2 separate regions of the Mus musculus genome follow, and region 2 is linked to region 1. A link is a contact called in public Hi-C data. All regions are on one chromosome and are shown on one strand. Each heading gives the region's core, a stretch centred on a gene start, on an enhancer-like site or on the middle of the called end of the contact. The rest is flanking DNA. Distances are from core to core; before and after follow the strand shown. Region 1 has its middle 25 kb from the start of Mir17. Region 2 holds the start of Gpc5 (glypican 5).

The links. A called contact is a pair of places that touch in the nucleus more often than the background predicts.
Region 2: a contact with region 1 is called in a Hi-C map of granulocyte-monocyte progenitors, with 2.9 times the contacts expected there. The contact joins the promoter of Gpc5 here to the enhancer-like site in region 1. A contact is called at or near these places in 2 of 39 promoter capture datasets (pre-B cells and trophoblast stem cells), 1 of 15 datasets of contacts at CTCF or cohesin (CD8 T cells), 10 of 484 Hi-C or Micro-C datasets (CD4 T cells, CD8 T cells, bone marrow-derived macrophages and 7 more), 2 of 115 datasets of contacts at active chromatin or transcription factors (the SCID.adh cell line and regulatory T cells) and 1 of 9 other capture datasets (liver).

Annotation. Positions count from the first base shown.
Region 1 is chr14:115,014,567-115,022,175 of GRCm38.p6, reverse strand. No RefSeq gene overlaps it. Among named protein-coding and RNA genes, the nearest start is that of Mir17, 25 kb to the left of the region's middle. Within about 2 kb of position 4,330, at least 22 of the 459 cell types and tissues checked have an H3K27ac peak or open chromatin away from gene starts, as enhancers often do. A contact at or near this core is called in the SCID.adh cell line, granulocyte-monocyte progenitors and pre-B cells, where this site is marked.
Region 2 is chr14:115,088,872-115,096,480 of GRCm38.p6, reverse strand. It overlaps Gpc5 (glypican 5), which reads right to left and starts at 4,266. Exons shown (of 8, transcript NM_175500.4): 1 at 3,693-4,266. The coding sequence starts at 3,855.

The sequences.
Region 1 (7,609 bases), core at 3,081-5,580:
TTTCCACTAGTAGATGAAACAGTGCGACTCGTCCTGCCCCATGTGACTTTCGCTTACTACAAAAGGCTTTGAATTGTCCACACTTTAGGTTTTTGGTTTTGTGCCACGGCATTTTATGAAATTGTGTCCATCACGGGGTAAGATATTCAACACTCATGTTGGAGATGTGTGGATGAAAGTGAAAACTTGAATTCTTCCAATTTCAAAGGAAAAATACAAACACGTTCATATTTAAGGTTTGTTTGAGGCCAGTTTTAAGATTGAGGGATGAACCTTGGGGAGGTGAAGAATAAGGTGACCATTCAAAAGGTATGGTACAGGCTATTTCAAATTCTCCATACCCACCCTGACACAGGTGTGCATGTCAATTTTCAACTTTATCATGTCTCTTTTTGAGTAAGATCTTCTTAAGCTATACTGATATGTATTGCCGTCTTCTGTAGTCTAATCTGATTCTGATACATTTAGATAAATTACATTAGAATTAGTTTCTCTCTGGGTTTACTCTGAACATCAACACATTCACTTTTACATTTGATTATTGGTTGGGAAAAAAATAAAAGAAGCTGGTGAACAGATGGTGAAAATCAATCAAAAACGGCTGCCACTTTGTTAAACATTTATGTGGCTACATTTCTTATGTTTTGTTGTGAAAAATTGTATATACCAAACCTAAATAACAAAATGTGTGACAAAAACGGGGGGGGGGGGGAAGACAAATGGAACAACCCTTCCTGTGATCTTGTATATGTGTGTGTGTGTGTTGTGTATGCATTCACATGTGCACGTAGGTATGCAGGCACACTTGTACACACACCTGGATTTATGGAGCCCAGAGGCTCATGGTGGAATGTGTTTCTTGATTGTCTTCTACACCTTATATTTCGAAATAGGGAAGCTCATTGAATCTAAAGCTTACCATTTTGGCTAGATGAGAGTCCCCGAGATCTGCCTGTTTCCTTCCCCCAGTGTTGACATACAGACAACCACCATATCTGACTTTTATGTGGGGGCCAGAGAGCTGAAATTTGGTCCTCAGGCTTGCAGAGCAAACACTTTACCCACTGAGGTGTGGCTCCAGCCCTTACATTCTTCTAGTTTTTATATATATTCACACAACACCTCCATTCCAGAAAGCATTCCAATATATAAATATGGCTCAATTTTCTTATCTACTGATCACTGAAATTCGAGTTATACACAGCTTTTATTATATCGTTGCTGTTTCTACCTTGCTAGGTTTTTTGATGGACAGGCCTCCTGACACAGAGGTAAAGAGTAGTCATGTGTTAAACACTACTAAGTAAAGTCAGATTCTCTTTCCTCAAAGGTTTAAGCAGCTTCCGTTGCTTCCAGCTGTGTGGATGCTTAAATTCCATCTCTCCAGATAGCAGACACTCTGATTTATCTATATCCCAAATTGTTGCCAAATAGATACCATTGCATGTAAAAATAATTTTAAAGTTTATTTCTATAGACTATTACAAGTTTCACATGAAAAGAGAGCCAGGTAACATACATGATTCTGTTTATGCTTTTATCTGAAATGCTGCTTAAATGAAAAATTCAGTAGCAGCTTTAAAAAGGAAAGGAAAATGTCACTTTGTTTTCCGTAGTTAAGGCTGTAACATAGTGTTCTAGCTCAAAAGGCAAATTCCTGTAGCGGACCCTAAACTGTACACATAATAACACACCCTGAAATCTTGTCTTTGCTTTGCAATGATTTTATTTGAGCAAATTTGAAGGGGACTATTTGCCTTTTCAAAATCTTTTTGCTTATCTATTATTTATCATAAATCTGTGAGACATTCTCTAATTTTAATTCTCTGTTATCTTTGATAGTTTCCATTTCAAGAAATAAAAACGTGTTTTATAATTTAAACACTAATTTCGATTTCTTCACTGTTTTATAGTACATAAATGTAATAATTTTAGAGAGCTTAAAATATTAGTTTCGTGCTTGCTGCATTTGAAAACATCTTATTTCAGAGGGTCTGATTATTCTGTAAATGTTTTGCCTCCCACCCTCCAGTACTTTCGGCAATGCAGCACGTTGATCTTAATCCCCAAGCTAACAAAACTGGGTGAGTCTAAAAATTGTACAACCTACAAGAAAAGAACAAAGAAAATATTTCGTATGATCAAGTAAAATCAACAAGTTATATCTGATTATAGACATATCTGTATGGTTGATGTCTGTCATGCATAGGTAAGCATTCTTCTTACTACAAATATAATAAATTAAATTATTTCACCGAAATAAAAATTAAATTGTAAACCAGTAATTAGTTATGAAAATTATTTTACTAATTCAACCATTCTCTCCAAATATTTCATACAAATCTAAATGACACAGAATTTTTATATAGTAGAAGTTTGCATGGAATGATGTTAACTATCAAAATGGTAAAATTTTAGAATTTAGAAACTTATATCAAATTATTCAATAAGTGTTATCTCATTTACTCAGTTTAGGTCTTTTCTAGGACCAATCTTTTCCAATGGCTTAAAACTATAATTTCTATATTTGACAATATTATGTCTGTATTCTTTTGTAGCAGGATCCAGGCTTATCGTACAACACTGAATTAAGACACAGGATCCTATTTAACAACTGGGCTACTAACGGAGAAGTTGAAAAGTTGGATTTGTTGCCAGTTTTCTTGTGTGTGCACATCTTGTGCTTAGCTACATGTCCAGAGCTTGGCTGTGTTATCTAGTGGTACAGCTGCGAACTGGTGGCTGTAATAGTCAAGAAAGGGTGAAACAGGCTGGGTATAATACAATTTTAGTCTAAATGTTTTCTTTTTCTTTTGAATAGAGTTGTAAAACAAGCCTTTAAAATTACATTTCCTCATGATCTGAAGTAGCATGACTGTTCATATGCAAATCTCTGTGTTTCCTTATTTCCACTACTCACAATGATGCATAAAATATTTATTTTAAACTAATTATTTTAAACATGCAGACTATAATAGAGTAGGCACTCACAAGTACAAATGAAAGCAGTATTTGTTACCAAAAAAGCACATCTAGCATACAAAAAAAAAATGCTGTATCTTTATGTATGATAACCGTAAAGTCAAGGTTTTTCATATGTAAAACAAGAATCTCCACTTTTCAAGTAAGGTTTATAAGGATGGATGCTAACTGAACATTTTATTTATCCAGAGTAACCAGAACAGATCTACTTAAACTAAATATGATGGTGAATTCCAGAGAGCATGAAAGACTAAGATTTTAGTTGCCCGTTATGCTTCACTGATGGCTTAGAATGTGGTCCTATTGGCTCAGCTTCAGTGTTCAGGGTGCTTTAGAAACTCGCATATACTACAGAGAGTTGAGGGGCTTTAGTGAATATTTGTTGTTTACAAATAGTTTATCTGAAAATAACAGTCTCTCCCGTAAAACCCTAGGCAGAGATACTCGTTATGAGAAAACTCTTCACTCGCTGATTCATCAAAATCTAAGTTTGCAGTGGCATAAACCTTGCAAAACATTTTAAAAATGGTTTGATAGGGGGATGATAGTATGTTAATGTTTCTTAGCATGGGGATGTGCATTGGTCTGCAGTTGGCACAGGACAGATCTATCTGTTAGGGGATACTGTGGGCAGGCAGCATTTGCTGGCACTGAAGAGCTGTCGTGAGGAGGACGTACTTGGAGGTTCCTCTAAACCAATTTTGCTTTCAGATGTTTTCTGTTTGTCCTGTGAACAGGTACAGCTTGTGAACACGCCGAATGACCTTTATTCTATGAGATGCATTTTCATGTTTAATGTCCCCTCTCCAGAGTTTCTTTAGTTACAAAACTTATGGCTTAAATCTCATCCCTACATCTCACAAAACATTTACAACCTGACAGAAGTGCCCCAGGAAACTGGCCTTCACATTTTAATCAGAATAGTCTTCAAATATAATTTTTATCTTAAAATCAATTGTTAAAATGGTTTCCATGTTAAATACCTCCCTTATACAGATTGCCCAGGTTTTGTTTTCAAGCTATTTTTTTTCCCAAATAGAACACTTAATTTGGCTCCACAGAATATTGCTATGACTGTAAACTGCTTCATGTAGACCGATTTGACAGAGCAGTCACATGGTGGGCAGCTGAGAGCACGCTCTGGTTCCATTTCATATGAAGGTCCACAGGCTGTGAGATCAACGAAGATCCTAACATCCTTAAACTCATTCGCCGTTGTCCACCCGTCACCCAAAGGCTTGGGTGATCCTGACTGGTCCCCGTTTTTTTCTGAAATATTCGCTGCTGATGCAGGCAGGCAACAAGTTTTGGTTCGGCTGACAGCCCTTTCCGTGTCTACCCTCTGCTGGTGACTCTTAGTAACGGTGGCAGGGCTGGCTGCACAGAGCCGGAAAGAAGGAGCAAACCGCATACCCAGCCTGGAAAACGAGTTTCTCGGCTATTCAAGTTTTACTGTCTCACGGGTAAATTTTTAAAAATCAACGGCCACAGCAGATGACGATAGTTTGTTTGGAAAACGTCTAAACTGACTTGGAAAGCGTAGAAGGAGCCCTCTGTGGTGTTCAAAATAAGAGACTGTATCTTTCTACCTGCCTATTTTGTGCAGAAACTGATTTTTTTTTTTAGTTTGTTTTAGGGTGCGGTGATCTTATATCTGGCCCGAGGTACCAGGGACACAGTTGGGGTACCAAATCATCAGGACTGAGAATTTAAGTTAAGTGCAAAGCTGTGTGGATGCTTTCCTGCATAACATTAAAGGTTATGGAAATCAGGGAAGGTGTCCTTGGGTCAGAAACACTACCAAGCATATTAAAACACTAAATGACTAATGGCCATTTGTTATGAAATTTATCTCGGTATGCACTAATAATTTTTCCTAGTATTTATATAGGTTAAACCTTAAAATAAAACTGTAACAGCATTTAAAGTAAATAATAGAAATGGTTTTTAATTTTGAAAAATTTAGTGAAGAATTTTCAGGGCTTGATGATATTCACAGCTAGATGTAGTAGGTTTCTAGAACGGCCACTAGTTTTGTGCGCGTGAATTACAAAGTTGAACAGATCCATATAGTCCATTCCAGTTAACCGATAGATTCATTGGTACATTGAAATGTATTTCTACCTAATCACAACTCTAGTCATGGATGATGATGTCAGGATATATACTATATAGTATCACTTATATATTTTTAAATTTTTTAGATTAAGTACTGTGGTATTCAATATGTAAAACATGATTAGTGGTAATTACTGTTGTTCTTCTTTTAAAAAATAGATTTTTTTCATACAATATATTCTGATCCCAGTTTCTTCTCCCCCAACTCCTCCTAGCTGTTTTCCATCACCCATCTCACCCAGATCTACACACACCCTTCCTTTCTCTCTTTCCTTACAAAACAGACAACTAAAAATACACACAAAACAAAACAAACAAACAAAAAACCAGAATAGGGCAAAACAAGCAAGCAAGCAAACAAACAAACAAAAACAAACAGGAATAAAAAGAGCCAAGGAAGAAGCACAGGAAATTTGTGTAAACACAGAGACACACATCTGGATACCCGGAAACTTGTGTAAACACAGAGACACACATCTGGATACCCAGAAACTTGTGTAAGCACAGAGACACACATCTGGATACCCAGAAACTTGTGTAAGCACGGATGTACACACCTGGATACCCAGAAACTTGCGTAAACACAGAGACACACATCTGGATACCCAGAAACTTGTGTAAACACAGAGACACACATCTGGATACCCAGAAGTCCCGTAAGGCACAAGAAACACATAAAAACAGAGACACATTTACAAACACAGAAATTCTGCAAAATATGTAAAACATTGGTAAGGTAAGAAAATGACCGGTTAGAGCATTGCAAAGACAAACAAAAAACATAGAAACAAAACAAAAACAAACAAACAAACAAAAACTGCTGGCCATGGGGCCTGTCCCTGGGTAAGTCTCAATGTTGCCTGACCACAGTCTCTTTGAGTAGAGGTTTGTAAACTATTACGTAGTAGGGATTAAACTGTCACAGGATAGCTTGGGAAGCATTAAGTGGCACCGTGGATGACATTTTTATAAAACTCAGCTCTAAAATTGAAAGGGTTTCACAGTGACTATGTGACCATATGTTCTGAGCAATATATGTGAATAAAATTCCACTACACTTGCTTTTATCTTTTTCCTATTCCTATTTTTCTCCACTATATAAAACAAATCATCAGTGAAAGCGCTTTCTCTAGAATGAAACTTAGGACGTAGAATTCTTTTTTTTTTTTTCAAACAGACAAAGATGTATTTGCTTGCTTTCTCTGCCAATTATCAATTTATTACCCTGAGCCCCCAAATTGGCTCTCTAGCACCTGTTCTGATAGCCCATGCATAACACTTTAAATATGTTTTCTTTTCATGCACACAATGTAAATTCAGTTGCTAAAGGATGGGAGTAACTTTACTTGATTACTCTGTATAGGATTCTCTGTTCTTGCTTTTACCTTGAGGTCATCCTGTGGAGCGGGTTTAGGAAGAAGCTAGGTGCTGAACATCTGATCATGCAGTACCGAGTGCTGTTGCTAGGAAACCCTGAGCCTCTGGCAGGAATCTAGTGGCTATCTTCAGGAGGTCCTCACCCATTTTCCTACTCTTTAAACACTCTGTTGCTGTCTAATGCTCCATATCTCAAGCGTGTTACTAGCCCAGCCACGTAGCAAACTTCTCTGCCATCTAGTGGGCTATAGTAATACCTTCTCAATTAGCCTGAGAGAAACCCCACCCCACCCCAAACACCCCAGTTTATTCTTCTGAGGGCCAGAGTCCTTTAATCATAAGGTAGCTTTTAGCATCTTCGTTATGTTTTTAAAGCCACTCCTATCATAATTTAATAATACTTTATTCTTAACTTCCCTTGTGTAAATTGCTGTCACTTTCATCTCCTGATTGAGCCCAGACTGTTACACTGGCAATCAAGTATTGCATTATCAGATCAAAACAGAAATCTATGATAGACACATGGCACTAATCTATGGGTATAGCAATAAATCATTAGGTGTTTCCAGTCACCCTCCACGGCAAAGCCCAACACACGAGAGTATTTGGGCACCATGCATTTGACTTGATAGATTGATAAAGGGATAGAAGGACCTGTGGTGGCAGCTCCAGGAGATCCAGACTCACCTTTTGACCTCTTCAGCCAGCTGTACACACCTCTCCTATGCGCATAGTTAAAAACAAAATAAATCTTTAAAAGCAAAAACAATATTATATAAGGAATGAAGATTATTGGGAATATCTGCTGCTAGGCATGAGACCCCAGGTTGATCTCCATGGCAGAAAGAGAGGTCTGACTCCTGCAAGAGTTTTGACTTCCATGTGTGCATTGTGACATACTCTCCCTGAGTGTATGAGATCACATGCATGTGCGTGCACACACACACACACACAACTAAAAAAAGTACTTTCAAGAAAGTTATGAGAGAATTACTTTAATGACACAAGAATTAGCTTCACAGGAAAATTTAAAAATTCTAGATATTTTTTTATCAGCAGATCATCAATTGGCAAGAGTATAGGAAAAGTGATTATTTTCATATTTCTTTCTGAATTAAACGCTAAGCTTCAT
Region 2 (7,609 bases), core at 3,017-5,516, 74 kb before region 1:
ATCTGTGTTATATACACACGGTGGGCAACAAACCCATACTCCAGAAATTCTTAATTAGCTCCAAACAAGCAGATATAATACAGGATGTGAGCACAGATGTGCCTCCTAAGCTTCCAAATAGCAACCATCCTGAAGCCATCTGTGAGGGGGTGGGGTGGGGGGCTGGGCTGGAACCTGGTCTTATTGACTTGGTGTATGAAGTGTGTTGTCTGCAGTGTCTGCCCACAACCATGTAAAGTGTCTCCAAAAGGAGGTTCAAGTCAACTGGGCTGCTGAGGCCTGCGCTGGAGCCCCTGCAGCCGGAAACCCAAGTAGACCTCTAGTCTTTGCAACTTGGCTGTCTCGCGTATTTTACTTTTTTGTAGTCATGGAAAGCTGACTAGCACTTACGGGCTACAAACTTTGCTACAATGTGTCTATGTAGGCTAGATAAGCACCCATTAAAATTGGTTACATACTAACTATCTTATACCTGGTTTTAAATCAATCCCATAACCGTCCTCTAAAAGAAGGAGTGTGGATAAATCATCATTTTCCCTTCCCAGTGAGTAAAATAAAATAAAAGGCCTTTCAGAGATGCCCCCATTAACAGTCCTTCCCTAAACGAAATAAACAAGAGCAAAGGGCACCTTGACTACCACTTAGGAAATAAAACTGGAACCCGGGCAGATCTGTAATTCTAATCACATTTGTGCCTTCTCTCCCTTTTGCATTTCTCATCCAAACATTCTGTGGAGCTCAATGGGCTTAGAGGAACTGGAGCAGTTGGGAGAACAAAGGTGGAGGGAATCTGGGGGACTGCTGAGAAGGCTCTCCACACCATTTTAATAATTTCTAACTCCGATACGATCTTCCAGAAGATATAATAATCACAAGTGTAGGAAGGAGTTGCGGAAAATTATTCTGTCTTCTTGATATTACACAATCAGCATTTGAGCTAGACACCCCAGGAATTATTGACTGTGTACAAAAAATTTAAAAAAATAAACTAAACTTCTAAGAAAGACAAATTTTAAGTTAATGTACTAGTTTTACCTCATGAAAGGGTATGTATTAAATAAGTGTATGAATTTTTTAAAAATGCACTATTTCTATTCTCATGTGAAAGGGACTGCTTATATATTAAGTATAAACTGTCCTGAGACTGGTATGATTTTAGAAAACTAGTTAGCCACTTACTAATTTTTATCATGTTAACTATTATAAATAGTTTTAAAATATAACTGTATTATGTAAATGTAAGAATAAAGAAAATATTTATTAAGCATAAGTTATATGTGACTCATTAGATTCGGATAGGAAATCAAGAATGGGATTTTTTTTTAAGCAAGGAAATAAGATGAATCAACGCCAAAACATTTTAATGTTTTGCTGAATTATTCAAATCAATGAATGATACAATTAAATGTCAGTATTATATCAAATTTGTACATGAGTGACTCTATTGGGTTAGTCAACATCAGCATAATACCTTCATGTGACTTTTTCTTAATGAAAATATCCAAGGAATTTAGCACTTCTTTCAGGAGAACCTCTTTCAGACCACTGATGTCTGTAAGAGTGCCCGGCTGCTTTAGTGGGAGCTACTCTGATTTCTCATTGCCTTAAGCCACAGATAAGAAAGGCACTTTCCCTAACCCTCAAGAGACTGGAGGACCCAGGGAGTTTAGAGGTCTGGTGGGAAGGGTGGTGGGTGGTGGGGACGGCCTTGTAGAGACACGGAGACCAGGGAGGACGTATAGGATGTGGAACAGTCAGAGGATGGATGGGGGGGAGGGGGGCATAAAACCTGGAGTGTAAAAAAATAAATAAATAAGAGATTAAATTTAAAAAAAGAAAAGGAAGAAAGGAAGGAAGAAAGAAAGAAAGAAAGAAAGAAAGAAAGAAAGAAAGAAAGAAAGAAAGAAAGAAAGAAAGAAAGGAAGGAAGAAGAAAGGTGTTTTCAACAGGACAACCCAGAATGACTCCTTTAAAAAGGTGCACGCTCCCCTGGCACTTAGGCTGTGCTCTCTGTATCAGAGGCCAACAGTGACAACTGTTTGCTTTTCTGGAGGGTAGAGCTTCAGTAGCTCCTTACAGTGATGGCTAGCTCAGTGATCAATGCTCTAGAACATACCTCTTCAAAGGCAATGACACACATGAGGTTCTAGAAACGACACTCACCATCTTTCTGGACCGTGTTGTCTTCAGCAGGTGCACGGACACTGAGCATCGAGAAGCCACTGAGATCAAAGCCTTCCTGAGGACTGTCAGCTACAGCCAAAGCTTTGACATTCGGGAGACAGGTCTCACAATGCACGTGAGGCTTTCTCAGCTCAACACCCACTGCACACAAACCAATTAGTCTCATAAGTGGTTAAGGGAGAGGTATTTCTTAACGAAAGAATACACTGAAATCAGTACTTACTTAGAAGGTTGTTTTGGGGTATGTGTGTGTGTGTGTGTGTGTGTGTGTGTGTGTGTGTGTGTGTTTGGTTTTGAAGAGACAAGAATCCCCTAAGCTGGAAGTGTCAACAATGTGTGTCAAGTATGGAAAGAGTGTATTGAGTAGGTATTCCAATAAACACTGGTGTGTTTAAAAGTGGTCCTGTGAGCGCTGGCTGGTGGGCTTTCTGCGCCCAGACACTGGGGAAGGATGATAAGAATTGAGCTAACTAGCAGAAAAACAATCAAGCGAATGTGCTACCACTGGGGAGTGCTAACGGCAAGCCTTCTCGCACTGGAAAAGGGATGTATTTGGTACTAAGGCATCCTTTGCAAATTCTTTGTTCATCAGACAACGTCCTTAAATCCAGCCCTCTCTGTTGACTTCAGCAACAGCTAGGGATACTCCACTATGATCTAACTTAGCCCCAGACACTCTATTGGCTCCCTAGCACAAGATCTTCTCTTCTGGATAGAACGTGTACTTGTTCTCCCACCAGCAGCTAAGAATTTGAGTGTAGGCTAGAGCACAGGAGATGAATGCAGGCAAAGGGGTCTTATAGTACGCATGGTCTCTAGCTGCCATATTAATTGTATAGACTGTGAGTTTCCTGGTGCCCCCAAACGCAGAGCTTGATTGCCTGTTGCCCTATCGCTTTGCAAGCTCGAAACTACTTTGTGGGGCTGGGACACACTAAGAGACTCGGATTTCTGTAGGAAGGCTTGGTGCCAAGGTGCAGAGGGGCAACTAAAGGTCGTCTCTGAGTGAACTGGGTCGAGCGCTCATTAAAAACAGCATTGGCACCTTGGTCAGCACAAGGATATAAGAAGGTTTGTTAGTTTACCATCAAACTTGCGGCAACCAACACAATCCCTCTGAGGTTGTGAGAGTAAAACCAGGACCCCTGGTGATGTTTCCTGTGGGAACAAATAGATCCTGGAGCAGTAACAAACCACCCTTGATTAGTTCTTCAAGCACCTCCCTGGAGAGCAAGAGGGCACCGGCATGAAAAAAAATGCTTCAGAGCTCCAAGGAACCCCAGATACAGTTAAGGAGCCCACCTTGAAGCTGCCCTACTCTCGTGAGCACACCAAGCATTCCCACAGGCCTCACCCCGGTTCACCTACTGGGGCCGGAGAACCCGAAAGGTCGTCGTCTCACCAAGGACCATCTCTGAATGGATGGATGCCCCAGAGACCGTGGTCGCAAGCCCAAGAGGTCCCCGGCTGGAGCCCCGCACAGTGCGGAGCCAACCAGCGGCTCTTACCTGCCCGCGGCGCCTCCGGCAGCCCTTTGACAGCTCCCCCAAGCCGCCACTGGAAAAGTTTCCGAACTTCTTCGCAGCTCTCCACGCCCTCGCTTCGGGTAGATCCAAGGAGAGCCAGGAGAAGGAGACAGCGCCAGCCCAGACGCCAGGTGCGGGCATCCATCCTCGGTGTTCGGGTCGCGCCCTCCCCGCTGTGGTCCTCACTCTCCAGAGCACCCAGCATCGGCAGCGCGGGAGGAAGATGCGTGGCGGAATCTGGCAAGGGTTCGATGCGCAGGCGGCCACGGGAAGACCGCGAAGGGACCGCGGCTTCACCTGCAAGAGCTCCGCTTTCTCCCCTGAAGCCCTGAGGCTGAGACGCTGCACTTCTCATGCTTAGCATCGCCCGGGTCCCTCCCGGACCAGGGCGGGTGGGCGCTGCGCAAGCCGAACACGAGCCGGGGAGAAGCGAGACACGGCAAGCATCCGGCACTGGCCGGTATCGCTGCAGCCGCCTAAGGCTCAGCTCGCAGCCACTAACCTAGGCTGTGCCAGCCTGCGGAGCTCCAGAGCCCGGTTCGCCAACCCCGCGAACAGGCCACGCCCCTAGCCACACCCCCAGCAGTCCGCCGGCTCCGCCCAAGCCCAGATCCTGCGGAGCACAGCAAGCGCCGGGCTTGCGACCTCACAGAAGAGTCAAATTAATGGAAGGAAACTAGCCTTCTTCCTCCGGGTTGATTTCGGAAAGCATTCAACCGCTGAAACGAAAGTATGTATAAAGAGGATCAGAGAAGGCAGGAGATAAGAAACATGAGTTGGAAATAAGATGAAACATTTCTCTACAAATCAAGGTCCTCTATGCATAGGAATCTGTATCCAAATTTCATGAACTGGACCTTGGCAAGTGCGAATGGCAAAAGCAGGGTTTTGAGCGACCTAGTAGCACTTACGTTTCAAATTCTTTATGCTTTTATTTTTTTTAATGTTAAGCGTTTTATGCTTTTAGTGCTAGGAGGATTTTTCTGTAACATGATTCTTCTGAAAGAATTTAGAGCTCAGAGTCTCAATGGGAAGTTATCACATTCTTTATATCTCGCTGAAGTTCAGTTTATTCTAACATCATAGTTCACGTTGGTCTTATACCTTTCTGAGCTTTGACACCTTTGACAATTTGTTTTTAATATTTCTCAGAGAGTAACTAAGACAAAAGTGCTCGAGGGAGCTTCTCCCCAGGAAAATAGGAGAAACGAAAATACTGGGCAATTACAAGCTGAAAAGGAAAGTTTGTCAAGTTAGGCATGAGAAACCAGGAAGCAAAAGGCAGCCTGCAGTTAAGCCTAAATGAGTGACATGATCCGGGTCATAGCCACCTGAAGAGAGTACTTCTCAGCACCAAGAAGCTCTTTAACAGCATTAGCAGAAGGGACTCTAAATATCTTAACCACTTTAAGAGAATTTCATCTTAAGCTGCACCCTTGCCAAGACTCGAGATGAATAATTTCCAGTCTTAGCTAAGTGTCCTGGGGTTTTCTAATGGCCATTTGATATCAAAGGCAGCACTTTCAGAAAGAGATCTTGCCATGGCTGGGATGCTGTTTCAGAGTGAAATATTACCCACTTGGCTTTTGACATCATTCCCCGAATACTACAAATTATTTTCTTAGAAGTTTTCTTAGTAAGCAAGAATAGAAATCATTAGACACTTTAAATTCTAGGCCTTCAAGCAAGGTTTTACATATGTATCCTAGAAAAATAAAGGAACATTCATGACTCTTCAGCTCTGATGCACCATCAAGAAAGGCTTCTTGGAGGTCAGCTATATCCATAGGAATAAACAAGAGCAGCCACGCTCATCTATAAAATCCTTAAGTGCTAAGCAGTATTCCAAGTGCTGTATGGATTTCCCTTCATTCGGTCGTTACAATCACCCTATACACTTGTTATCACCAGTACTATTTTTCAAGTAAGTAGATAGGGACAGACATGTAAGATGGGTTTCCCAAGGCCACAGGCAGCGGGAACCAGGAGTCAAATCAAAATGTCAAAATCCAGGACAAGATTTCCTTAGCCATTTCATGTTTCACTTAGATGCTGACTCAGCTACATGGAGTAAGACTAAAGACTTTAATTAGTCCATCGGACTTTTTAAAATTAGAAAATATGTACATATATATCTTCTAGACTCCCACATATATTAGTATAAAGTTAACTTCTAATTTTTCCCCAAACATCCTTATTCTCACCAGAATCTCTCCATGTTAGAGCTGGCTATCATAGACCACTATAACTATAAGGATTCACTATCCAGCCTGATCCCTTTAACTGCAGTCTGTAAAGCACTTTCTCTAGAACAAAATCATAAATACTGATGGTTTGCATAGCAAATATTGATCGGACAGTATGATATAAAGAGGTCTGTTAAGCTTAACTAGGCTTAAAGAAAGCTACAAGCAAGTTCTCAGTGCTTCATACTTCCTTTCAACAAAACATGTGGGACAGCATACATGGAAACTGAGTAGGTCTTAACTAGAAAAATAAGTATACTTGTCCTGTATAAATTGTCCACATTTATAAATAAATGGCATATTTTGCTGATACCTTTATGCCCTCTGATTGCCACAATGAATGAGATAACAGTTGGCTTAGAAGGATGATTTTTCTCACAATATTCTTATGCCAGACAAACAAATCACTCGGTTTCTGAGCTGAGAATATTGAAAACAAGTTCCTGTCTTCCAAGCAGAGTAAGGTACCACTGTGGCTTTTATGGAGACATTCTTAGGACCGTCCGCACACACTGGACTGGAACTAGTCTTTGGCTCAGTTTACTCATAGATTCTATAAATGAAGCAAGGGAGAGTTTCAATACTTTGATATGTATAATGCCTCATTTTTTAAAGCTACTCCATGTGCAGTTATTGGATGTCTTTTGTGTTACAGACACTGTGCTTTGATTTCAAATATCAATACCCTCAGATAGGAAAACCTTGAAAGGGCCGTCATTTAAAATGCACCTTAATCATCTTCTAAATGTGGGGCTTCCCTAGCATTTCTCAATAACAGTTTATGGTTTGTCAACACAAGACCTTGTAAAGAAAGATAAAGAATTGCCAGCAGTGTAAGAGCAATGTGGTATTGGTGTAATGATTGCAGATTGGCCTGAATATGTCTTTAGGACATAGTGTACTACTCAATAGCCCATACTCTGTACTGGGAAATTTTAACTGTTAACATGAGACGACATAAAACCAGCAGAAGCAGAAGTCATAATTGAGAAACTGTCCAGATCTGATTGGCCTCTAGGTACACTTGAGATTGCTAGTCCTGATTGTTAATTAGCCCAGGCCATTGTGGGCATCACTGTTCCCTAGGCAGGAGATCCTGCAAGAGTAGAGCAAGCCAGCTAGGTACTGAGCAGCAAGCAAGTGTCCCCATGTTTATTCTCTCTCTACTCTTGGCTGTGGCTTTAAGTTCCGGCCTTGACCTGCCTGCTAGAATGGATTATAACCTAGAATTGTGAGCCAAATAAGCCCTTCCTTCCCTTAGTTGCCTTTGTCAGACATTTTATAACAGCGGCATAGAGAAAACTAAAACATGCAAAAACAATCAAAACAGACAAACAGAAACTAAAGCATGCTCAGAATCAGGTTAGGGTAGCCTCTGTACCCAAGAAATAGTAACAGTTAACACTGATTAAGGGCTTACAGTTATTATCTCCTGAAACAAACATTTCAACAAGTCTGTGACAGTAGTTATTACTCTACAAACCAAAAATGAAATGAAGGAAGGGAAGGGGTGGGAAGAGGGGAAGGGGGGGGGGAGCCGAGGGGAGGGGAGGGGAGGGAAGGGAAGGGAAAGAGATGAGAAAGAAGCAGAGAAGAGATTAAAAGAAAGATTAAGCAATTTTCTAAAAAAACACAAGTGTGACTGCAACCCAA